2 separate regions of the Sus scrofa genome follow, and region 1 is linked to region 2. A link is a contact called in public HiChIP or PLAC-seq data. All regions are on one chromosome and are shown on one strand. Each heading gives the region's core, a stretch centred on a gene start, on an enhancer-like site or on the middle of the called end of the contact. The rest is flanking DNA. Distances are from core to core; before and after follow the strand shown. Region 1 holds the start of ZWILCH (protein zwilch homolog). Region 2 holds the start of DIS3L (DIS3-like exonuclease 1).

Region 1 (5,788 bases), core at 1,775-4,274, 170 kb after region 2:
TTTTAGCAATTAAGAACAGGTTATGCCTTGCTCAGTAGGAGTTTTCGTCACCCTTCTGAACCAGCTTACTGACAGCAGGCAACTGTCGCTGAGAACAGAGTAAGGCGCAAATTACGACATCATTGCAAGCAAAACATAATGTTGCATCTGTTATCGTTAACCTGGACTCTTCAATATTTTGGACATTTTTTAAAAAAATCTTTTTGCCATTTCTTGGGCCGCTCCCACGGCATATGGAGGTTCCCAGGCTAGGGGTCCAATCGGAGCTGCGGCCGCCAGCCTACACCAGAGCCACAGCAACGCAGGATCCGAGCCACGTCTGTGACCTACACCACAGCTCATGTCAACGCCGGATCGTTAACCCACTGAACAAGGGCAAGGATCAAACCTGCAACCTCATGGTTCCCAGTCGGATTCGTTAACCACTGCGCCACGACGGGAACTCCTTGAACATATTTTTAAACCACTAACATGAATAAAGCAGGTCCAGGCTGCTAAATGCCACAAGAGCTGACCAGTCTAGGTAGTGAAACAAAGGATACATTTCCAAAAGCACCCTGGCCAGAACGGTGAGTCCCACCACCTCGAACCCTGGGAATTCGAGCCACAGCTCTGCCAGTACCCCAAGACTCAGCACTGGTTTGATGACCTGAAATTGTGAAGAAACACAAGTTTCAGCTACCCAACCACACTAGTCTATGACTATGCTATTAGCAAACAGCATCAGAACATCCAGGAAAATCATGTGGTTCAGAAACACGGACCAACGGAGTGGAATTTCATCATTGCTGTTTTAAAATACCAACCCATGAAACCCCTAAATCCATACCTGCTAATTCACTGACAGCATATGGCTGTCTGTTGTTTTTGCGCAGGTTGGTGTGAACAAAGTTCACGATGTCTGGTCGAATGGGAGCCTTGAACACAGCAGGCAAAGTGACATTTTTGCCAGATGACTCCCCTTTTTCTGAGTACACTGATATCAGTGGACGAGCACACGCCTGAGAAAAAGGAAAATATTTATATTGACAAGCAACAGAGGCACTCTTCTCACATGTCAACAAAAGCATTAACTACTGTTACAGAAGAGACTGGAGTTTGACTAGGAAGTAATGCTAAAACCAAAAACAGAGGCTAAGTTACTAACACACCATCAGGTCTATTAACATCAATATACATTTGAAGGACACTTAGATTCTTAAGTTCTGCCACAGAAATTTCACTGTTTTCAAAGAGAATGCTTTATATTAAAACTTCCAAACCAGGCCTTAGAAAGCAAACTCATCAAAATCATACATCACAAGGTTTGAAAATGCAGTTTAATGCCACCATTCAAATTTGTTCATCCCAAATATAAGCAAATTTGATCTAACAGAGCTCTATTCCAAATATCCATCCTTGCTTCCTTCATCCCATTCCAAAAACATCTTCCAAAACTTACTAGTAAAAACGCCAGTCATGTTACTTTTTACATAATCTTCTCCAAGGACTTACTCCCTCAAAGTTAACTAAGACTCTGAGGATGACCCACACCAGCCACCTGTTAACCTCAACTCCCATACTCTCTTCCAGATACTCAGACCTACCTCAGAGATATCCCCCTCCTGCCTCAGAGTTAACAAGTCTTCTTAAAGATACCCTCCCCCATACCTACACTTCAGGCCACTTTGAAGGTTTCTCAGATCACTGAAGCCCAACTACTGCCTCCTCTCTCATTGCCTATGATTACATCATTTAATGCCACCAAACATTACAATCCATTTTGTCCAACTCAATTACAACGGATGCATCATAAGGATAGTGCTTTCTGACTGTTTTGTTCACTCAACTCCCCAGGACACATGGTGCATGCAGACTGTATTTGTGGAAATGCAACTTCTAAGCCAAAAGGACCAGAACGCTTTCAGAGGCAGATCTTAAGCTGACACACAATTAATTCACTCTGCGGTACTAACATCGCCAGATCTTGGTTGGCGCAAACATGAGGCCCCCACGACACATCTATTTTCCGAGTTAAGAATCTCATTTCTCAAACTTTAGTAATTAAGAACAGATTATGCCTTGCTCAGTAGAATTTTCGTCACCCTTCTGAACCAGCTTACTGACAGCAGGCAACTGTCGCTGAGAACAGAGTAAGACGCAAATTACGCCATCATTGCAAGGAAAACCTAGTATCAAACCATCCTTTATATTGAGCATAAACATTTTAAGACCCTTACCATGAATAAACTAGGCTCAATTTACTAAATGCCACAAGAGCTAGCCAATCTAGGCAGTGAAACAAAATATTTTTCTTAAGGAAATTTCTCAAAAGAGATAAATGTTCCTTGCTTAACAGCTCACGGAGATACAAGGACCCAAACTAACTCTTTCACCCAGACTGTTTTAGGCCCCGAGAATTTCCAAGTCTTCAGCGGAACCAATGCCTTCTAAGATCGAAGGAAAGATCGGATTCCAAAGGTCCCTCTGCGCCCGAGAACTATCTGGGGAGGATTCTCCGGAGTCGCTTCCAGGCGCGCCGGGCGCCGACTCGCACACGTTGCCTCTAAGATGGCTGCCATAGAGCCGCGCTACCCAGGTCCCAGCCGCAAACAGACGACTTTAGCCCCCATCATTTGTTCCCGCCTTGAAGACCTCATGCCCTGAAACCCCAAACCCATTCCTGCCAGGCCCATTGAGCAGAAAATAAGCCCAACCGAGAAGAACTCCACTCACCATGGTGGGGAGAGGAGAAGGCCACGCTCCTCTCAACCCGGCGGCTCCCACAGGAAAAGGAAGTGCTTAGCACTCTCACTCTATATGTAATCTTCAACTCGTCCCCCACCTTGCCCCGTCTCAGAACCGATTCAGGGACACAAAATATCTCTCTACGACTCTACATAAATAAAAAAGTAGAGTATTATTTCTGAATAGGTGTCAAATTGCGGTTTCTATTAATTTTCAAAGCCAAAAGAGCTCTTACAACCGAGGGACTCTTTTTCGCGGAGTAATCCACAAGGGGGCGTGGCCAATTCTCGCGAGATCAGTATCTTTTTCCCCGAAACCGCTAAAACTTATTTTAACTTTTTCTTACGGGAATGGAAAACTATTGGGACAGGAAAAGCCGCGGTGTGTTATAAAACAAAAGTTTAACTTTGTGAACAAACGAGAGCTTTTGGGGGTGGGGTAAAAGTAGTTCTGGAGGGGGGGTCATGACCCCGGACGTCAGCGTCGGGCGCGTATTTCAGATTGGCGGTTCCGGTTCGGCAGTGCGACGGGTGCAAGATGTGGTTGCGAATGAACCAAGCTGCTGAAGAGTTTTACGCTCTTCTCCTGAAGTGAGTTATAACCCTTGCTTTTGGCTTGGCTCTGAGCACAGCACCTCTTCCTCGGGGTATCTCATTTCTCCCCCCAATCCTCTAGACGCAGCCTTGGGGATTAACGCCTCGCCTGTTTCCAGCGGCGCGAATGTTGCCGCCTAGTCAGCTTTCCTGGGGTCTGGGAGCTGAGGAGAGGTTTGTTATCTGCTCCATTGTGGGGATTGGCCCTGTGGGGCTTGCTTGTAGTCTTGTTTTAAAAAAAAAACATCTGTACGCTGTCACTCGAGGTGGAAGGTGACAGGTTTTCCAAGAGGCGAGTTATTCTGATAAACACACACACTCGTGGTGTTAGAGGCACCTGTCAGGATATGGAGCACTAGATGTTGATATCCTTCATCTCTTTAAAGCCTTGCTAGTGTGAAACGTGTTGTTATAGTCTATTCAGGATAGAAATTATGAAAGGAACAACAGCTAGAATGCTATAGTGATCGTGTGTCGGCCCTTTAAAGCATCTTTATTTCACAGTGCTCGAAGACCTCATTTTATTTTTAGAGTGAAGTACCAGTACCAAAGGAGATTCCATCCAGTTCTGTCTACATCCAAAGTAAAAATCTAGTCCGGTAGTTCTCAAATTTGAGCTTGTGTCAGAATCACCTGGCGGGTTGCCAAAACAGATTGCTGGGCCTACTTTTAGGGTTTCTGATTTAGTAAGTCTGGGTGGGATCTGTAAAGAATTTGCGTTTTTGCTGTAATCTAACCCCTTATTTTCTAAGTGCCATACTTTTTCATTGTTTATTGCTTTTTTTTTACTGCTTACAGAAGTGGTAGTGCTTGTCGATTTTTTTCAACATTATAGAAAGAGCTGTAGCTTTTTTAGCTGTGGTGTAAGCCGACGGCTACAGCTCCGGTTCAGCCCTTAGCCTGGGAACCTCCATATGCCACGGGTGCGGCCCTAAAAAAAAAAGTCAAAGTGAGGCAGTCACAGGTGTACTTTTTATTTCAGTGAGTCATAGAGTACATCAAATAAAAAATGGTATCTTTTTTTCCACTCTTTTTCCTTTATTTTTTCTTTTGTTATTATTAAAGTATAGTTGATTTACAATGTTTTGTCAAGTTCTGTTGTACAACAAAATGACCCAATCACACACAGTTCCCTGTGCTGTACAGTAGGATCCCATTGCCCATCCATTCCAAATATAACAGTTTGCATCCAAAAAACCCCCCAAAATGCCCATCCATCCCACTCCCTTCCCTTTCCCCTTTGTGAACTCCAAGTCTGCTCTTCTTGGCCATGTTCTTGTTTCCGTTTGTTTGTTTGTTTTTTAGATAGGATCATCTGTACCATATTTTAGATTGCACAAATAAGTGATATCATATGGTATTTTCTTTTTCTTTCTGGCTTACTTCACTTTGTATGAGAAGCTGTAGATTCATCCATGTTGCTGCAAATGACATTAGTTTGTCTTTTTTATGGTTGAGTAATATTCCCTTGTATACATGTACCACATCTTAATCCAGTCATCTGTTGATGGACATTTAGGCTGTTTTCATGTCTTGGCTATTGTGAATAATGCTGCAGTGATCATAGGGATGCATGCGTCTTTTTCAGTGAAAGTTTTTGTCCAGATAAATCCCCAGCAATGGAATTGCTGGATCATATGGTAGCATCATAGTTTTCTGATGTACCTTCATATTGTTTTCCATAGTGGTTGTACAGTTTACATCTTCACCAACAGTGGAGGAGGGTACCTTTTTCTCCACACTCTCTCCAGCATTTATTTGTTGACTTGTTAATGATGGCCATCTGACTGGTGTGAAGTGGTACCTCATTTTAGTTTTGATTTGCATTTCTTTAATAATTAGTGGTATTGAGCATTTCTTCATATGCCTTTTGGCTATCCGTATGTCTGCTTTGGAGAAGGTCTTTTGCCCGTTTTTCATTTGGGTTGTTTGTTTTTTTGTTGTTGAGTTGCCTGAGTTGTTTGTATATTTTGGAGATGAGGCCCTTGTCTGTTGCATCATTGGCAAAGATTTTCTCCCATTCTGTGGGTTGTCTTTTTCTTTTTTTTTAAATGCTTTCCTTTGCTGTCCAAAAGCTTTTGAGTTTGATTAGGTCCCATTGGTTTATTTGTGTCTTTATTGTCATTATTCTAGGAGGTGAATCAAACAAGATATTGCTGTGATTTATGTCAAAGAGCATTCTGTCTATGCTTTCCTCTAGGGAGTTTTATAGTGTCTGGCCTTATATTTGGGTCTTTAATCTATTTTGAGTTTATTGTTGTATATGTTAGATAGTGTTCTACTTTCATTCTTTTACATGTAACTTTCCAGTTTTCCCAGCACCATTTATTTATTTATTTATTTTTTTATTTTCCCACTGTACAGCAAGGGGGTCAGGTCATCCTTAGATGTATACATTGCAGTTACAATTTTTTCCCCCATCCTTTCTTCTGTTGCGACATGAGTATCTAGACATAGTTCTCAATGCT
Region 2 (5,387 bases), core at 1,299-3,798:
ATTAACCTGAAACCTGGAGAAAGAATACAGAATGGAACCTACAGGCACCCACACAACATCCTGTTGTTTGTAGTCACTGGGATTTTGGAGTTGTGTATTACCGTAGCATAACCTAGTTTATTTTGACTGATGAAGAAATATATTTTCAGGCAAGAGGCATCAGATGGTCTGTGAGGTAAACAAATCAACAAAAAGGCATTCTTATCCACTGTATGTAGATCACCAGTTCTAAGAACTAAGGGAGGAGTTCCCGTCGTGGCGCAATGGTTAACGAATCCGACTAGGAACCATGAGGTTGCAGGTTCGGTCCCTGCCCTTGCTCAGTGGGTTAACGATCTGGCATTGCCGTGAGCTGTGGTGTAGGTTGCAGACGCGGCTCGGATCCCGTGTTGCTGTGGCTCTGGCGTAGGCCGGTGGTTACAGCTCCGATTCAACCCCTAGCCTGGGAACCTCCATATGCTGCGGGAGCGGCCCAAAAAATAGCAAAAAGACAAAAAAAAAAAAAAAAAAAAGAACTAAGGGAGCATGCTTTTAAGAGCATAATTTGTACACTATTGCTGCAATGCAAGCAAAAGAAGTGCTTGATGGGCCTTGGATTTATTTTAAATGCTGATAAAATCAACATTCAATAAAGCCTTAGACACACTCTCTTCCTTATAAGATCATCAGTCCCAGCTGAAAGTTTAAAGCTACGAAAGGCTAAAGAGAGAACTTAAAGGCATGTAATCAGAAGAGAAAAATGGAGTTCCTATTGTGGCTCAGCATGTTATGAACCTGACTAGTATCCATGAAGATGTGGGTTCAATCCCTGGCCTCCCTCAGTGGATTAAGGATCCAGCATTGCTGTGAGCTGTATTGTAGGTCACGGACGCAGCTCGGATCTCATGTGGTTGTGGCTGTGATGTAGGCTGGCAGCTGCAGCTCCGATTTGACCCCTAGCCTGGGAACTTCCACATGCCGCAGGTGCAGCCAAAAAATTCAAAAAAAGAAGAGAAATGAAAATGGGAGAGCTTCGGAGGAAATTGTGGGCAGCTGTCAGAAGCATTTTACATAGGGGGCAAATCCTATTTTCTGTCTTCTGGGATCACTAGAACTGACCTCTTGAATCAGGAACAGCTTCCTGCACAGAAGGTTGCCTTGTGAGCCCTCCTAGTGCTCTGGCCTGTGGACCAGCACTGTAATGTTCTCCTAACCTGTGCAATTCCATCTCGGATCTCACATCGTCCCACACTGCAGATAAATTGAGTAAAAATACAATGAGTAAAGGACCATGACTTTTTAATATGTTCCCCTAGAGAAGGTAATCAAACAGAATGCCCTGGTTCTGCTCACTTTAGCAATGCAGGAAGCTCCAATATATCCAGCCAGCTGGTTGAGCTGCCTTAACTAGAGCTCAACAAGTAGACCATCAACTCCTTAGATAAAAGAGCTATATTTCATTCATCTATGGATAGCATAGTAATTAGTGAAGAGCCTACTTTGGATTCAGCCAGATCCTGACTTGAATATTGATTCTACAAGTTAACAACTGGGTAATCTTGGCCACTTAACCTCTTCAATCCTGTTTCATCATCTGTAAAATGGGAATAATTATGCCCAACTCTACTGACTTGTGGCAGTTAAATGTGACGCTTCTTTGTAAAGCTTCTTGGAGCAGCTCAAAAGTGTCGAGAGCTTGGAGGTAGAGTGGACAACCAAGGGTGTGTGATCACAGAAAAGACTGTGTTAGTATCCAGCAAATTTAAAGGAGAAATCTTTTGCCAGAGGCTGCAAATGCTCTCATGTTGAGGTTGAATGGATAACGTTTACCTCAAGGGAAGGAGGGATTGATTTCCATTTTTATCTGCATTGTTTGAATTTTTATATAGATTAAAAATACATGAAATTTAAAATGAATACAGCTTTTTAAAGAGGAAAAAAATGTTTAGCTGGCAGGGTTCCTGGCTTATTTGCTCAGTCTTTTAGTTCTTCCAGGGATGGCAAGAGCAAGAACAGAAAACACAAATAATTATATTAATACAAAACACTAATAATTATCCGTATCAATAAGGCGGCCCTATTCCCATATGGACCAGAGGGTAGAATAATAGTTCTCTACAGTTGTACCAAACCTTCACAAGACTAAACTACTTCCATTTACAATGGGTTCCAACCTACCACAGTTCCACTTAAAATCTGTGTACTTTACCATGGTGTGAAAGTGACACCCACATGGAATTTTTATCTTTTCTGGGCTAGCCATATGCCACAGGACACTCCAGTGATGCTGAGCAGCCACTGAGTCCCAGCTCCCTGGACAGTCCGAGATCACGAGGGGTACAATCGATACACTTATAAACATTTCGTGTTTCACCTTCAGTACAGCATTCAATAATTACATAACATTCAACATTGTCATAAAATAGGCTTGTAGATGATTCTGCCCAACCGTAAGCCAAAGTAAGTGTTCTGAGCGGGTCTAAGGTAGGCTAAGCTTAAACCCAAGCTATGTTGGGTAGACTAAGGGTGTTAAATGAACTTTCGACTTGGGTTTATCAGGACGTAACGCCACCGTCAGTGGAGGAAGACCTGTATTAACTTTGTCTCCCTTAAGTCTTCTGCGTGGTTTCCGCCCCTCCCAGGCATTTCCACCCCAGTACGATTGTAGGGAGGGGAGAAACTGAGGCGGGGTTGAGGGAGCCTGCGGGCCCGGCTGGAGCACCCACCCCGCGGGCCTCCTGCTCTCAACCCGGGACGCGGGCCATTAGGGCGGTTTCCCTCCGGAGCCCAGAGGGCTCAGGCCGCCGCCAGTAAGGCCGGCCGGCTGGGAGCCCCGCGAAGAGGGGCCGAGGGGGCGGGCCCGAAGCCTCGGCCTCGCCTCCGCCCGCGCAGCGCTGCGCCCGCGGCTTCCCGGCCGCTCGTTCGGGGCGGCCTCCCGGAGCCCGGAGCTCTGCCCGGGGAGCGTCACCACCATGCTGCAGAAGCGAGAGAAGGTGCTGCTCCTGAAGACCTTCCAGGGCCGGACGCTGCGGATCGTGCGGGAGCATTACCTGCGGCCCAGCGTGCCCTGCAACAGCCCGCTCTGCCCTCAGCCCGCCTCCTGCCACAACGGTCAGGGCCCGGCGGGAGCGCGGGCGGTCGGGGCCGGGAGGGAGCTAGGGCGGCAGGACGGGTTCGGCAGAGCGTCGGCCTTGAGGCTCAAGGGCGCGGCCCAGAGGCGGAGCGCGGGGCCGCGGTGGCGCGGAGTCCGAGGCCCTCGGGCCTCCTCCCGCCTCCAGGCTTACCCCCGGGCCGGGCTGCGGGTCGGGCACGAGGGGCCGGAAGCTTCCGGTCTTTCCACACCGACTCCCGACTGTTCGGCCCCAGAAAATGGAAGGGCTGAGAGGCCAGCGCCCTCGCCGCGCAGAGGCCGGGGGTTGGGGCTTTCTGAGCCTGGGGGCGCTGGAGCCGGGCGGCTCTTGCTCCCCAGCTCGCGCTGGTGAAATGGGAAGGTCCCGGGCTGGGGGCCCCCAGCTGTGCGAGCCTGGTGGGGGGAGCTGACGCTGCCGCTGCTCATTGTATATTTCTTTGCTTTGCTCCCCACACATTTTCTGACCTGCCAGCACCGAGGCCTCAGAAGGTTATCCGGTGGAGAGCCCTCTTCACTGTAAGACTTGCGGCTCATCAGGGCCCGCGCACCGGAAGGTCACGAGGAAATTGGGTTGGGGTGGGCCTTCCACCACGCCTTCCTCCACATGATGTCTAGGCCGCGCAGGTGGCCAGTTTAATGGTGGAGGTTCCTGGTTCTCTTCCCTGAAGTGGGAGAGGAGCGTGGTCGTCCTTTTCAGCGAATATTTGGGATCCTTAGCTAATGGTTAAGGTGAACATTTCAATTACCACTTGGCTATCCACCTTGGACCCACGGGCTGGGTGGAAATCCCACCACTGTGCCTGCTTGCACTGAGCATCTTTTCTAGTCAATTCAATTTCTCTGGCTCTTGGAGACTTCTGAGCACCTTCACAAGATTGAGACAGACCCAGTTTGAAATGGCTGTGCCTAAACAGCGATTAACATGTATATTTGGGGAGCCCCACTTGAATGGGAGTGTAGGGCAGTGAGTTAACACAGAGATATATTCAGGTTATGCTGAAGATTTGCTTGCTTGCATGTGTGTTGTTTTTTTTTCAATCCGTCGTCTTCTACACCCCTGGCAACACCATAAACCACATTGAGCTTTTATTTATCACAGCTTCAGAAAAAATGAAGGTGCTGAATTTACCTGAATGTTTGGCCTCTACCCAGGTAGATTTGTCTTGTCTTGAAAACTTCACGGTGTAGTTAAGATTGGGAGTTGTTTTGCACACCTGGAGTGACATCCAAATAAACCAGGTTTGCGAACGTCGTCTAATCTCTCACATTTTGAATTATGCTTCAGATGGAAAACTCTTGTCTAGTGATGTGACTCATTACATGATCCCAGATTGGAAAGTTGTGCAAGATTATCTCGAGATCCTTGAATTTCCTGAATTGAAGGGAATTATTTTCATGCAAACTGCTTGTCAAGCTGTGCAACATCAAAGAGGCCGGAGGTATCTGTTATTTATTTATTTATTTATAGAGAGGATTTTTTTTCCCCTTTAGAAAAGGTCCCTTGGTGGCAGAGGAGGGGGGAATTCATTATTTTTGTCAGAAAGGACTTTTTGAACTAATTTGGCATTCTCTTTGCTAGTGAGGAATGCAGTAACATTATTTTATATTTCTGCTTCAACACCTGGCCAAAAGATGCGACTGTAGATCAATAAACTGCAGTGTCCCCAGGATGTGGGTATTTAAGATTCTTGGCTTTTGGTTTGCATTTTTAAAGTAGCAGAGCTATTGCTTATTTCTTGTTGGAAACGGGTGTTATTTAATCTTCTTATTTATAGATACATTATTTCAGAAGCTTACGTTTTATTCCTCCTGGGGGAAAAGAAAGTGTTCTTAAATTTTAGGCTCCCTTATTGTGGAGTTAAATTGTACTGGTGGTGATTTATTCAGTGAAACCAGAAATAACTTGTTTTTATTTTTAGATTACTAGTATAACCAGCAACCATAGAAACTGTGTTTGCTAAAAAAAAAGGATTTCTTATTGAAATCAGCCTAAAATGCTTGCCTTGTATCTAAATGAAGAACAGTTGTTCACCTTTTAAACATGAATACAGTAAAAAAATGGTTTTCCTTCTTTTAACATTGGGAAACGATTGATGATTTGCACTTGAAGACTGTAGGGAAATAGTGTATTAGAATTACACATCCAATCTCTTAACACCCAAGTTAAGCAAAAATTATGTGTTTATCCTTTTTTAAATGTTGTGGTTTCTTCAGATCTTGGTAGTAAAAGATGAAGTGTGTTTACTTGTGTATGAAAATGCTAAGTTGTCCTTATTTT

What was found. HiChIP or PLAC-seq counts read pairs in DNA pulled down with a chosen protein or histone mark.
Region 1: an H3K27ac HiChIP or PLAC-seq map of alveolar macrophages shows a contact between it and region 2. The contact joins the promoter of ZWILCH here to the promoter of DIS3L in region 2. A contact is called at or near these places in 2 of 47 Hi-C or Micro-C datasets (heart right ventricle and liver) and 1 of 2 datasets of contacts at active chromatin or transcription factors (alveolar macrophages).

What each region holds. Positions count from the first base shown.
Region 1 is chr1:164,478,761-164,484,548 of Sscrofa11.1, forward strand. ZWILCH (protein zwilch homolog) reads left to right here and starts at 3,025. Exons shown (of 19, transcript XM_021100319.1): 1 at 3,025-3,317. The coding sequence starts at 3,265. It overlaps RPL4 (60S ribosomal protein L4), which reads right to left and starts at 3,005. Exons shown (of 10, transcript XM_005659862.3): 1 at 2,716-3,005; 2 at 830-1,001; 3 at 543-649. The coding sequence starts at 2,718.
Region 2 is chr1:164,307,572-164,312,958 of Sscrofa11.1, forward strand. DIS3L (DIS3-like exonuclease 1) reads left to right here and starts at 2,549. Exons shown (of 17, transcript XM_021100270.1): 1 at 2,549-3,090; 2 at 4,395-4,548. The coding sequence starts at 2,952. It overlaps LOC110261940 (a long non-coding RNA gene), which reads right to left and starts at 4,225. Exons shown (of 3, transcript XR_002346351.1): 1 at 3,575-4,225.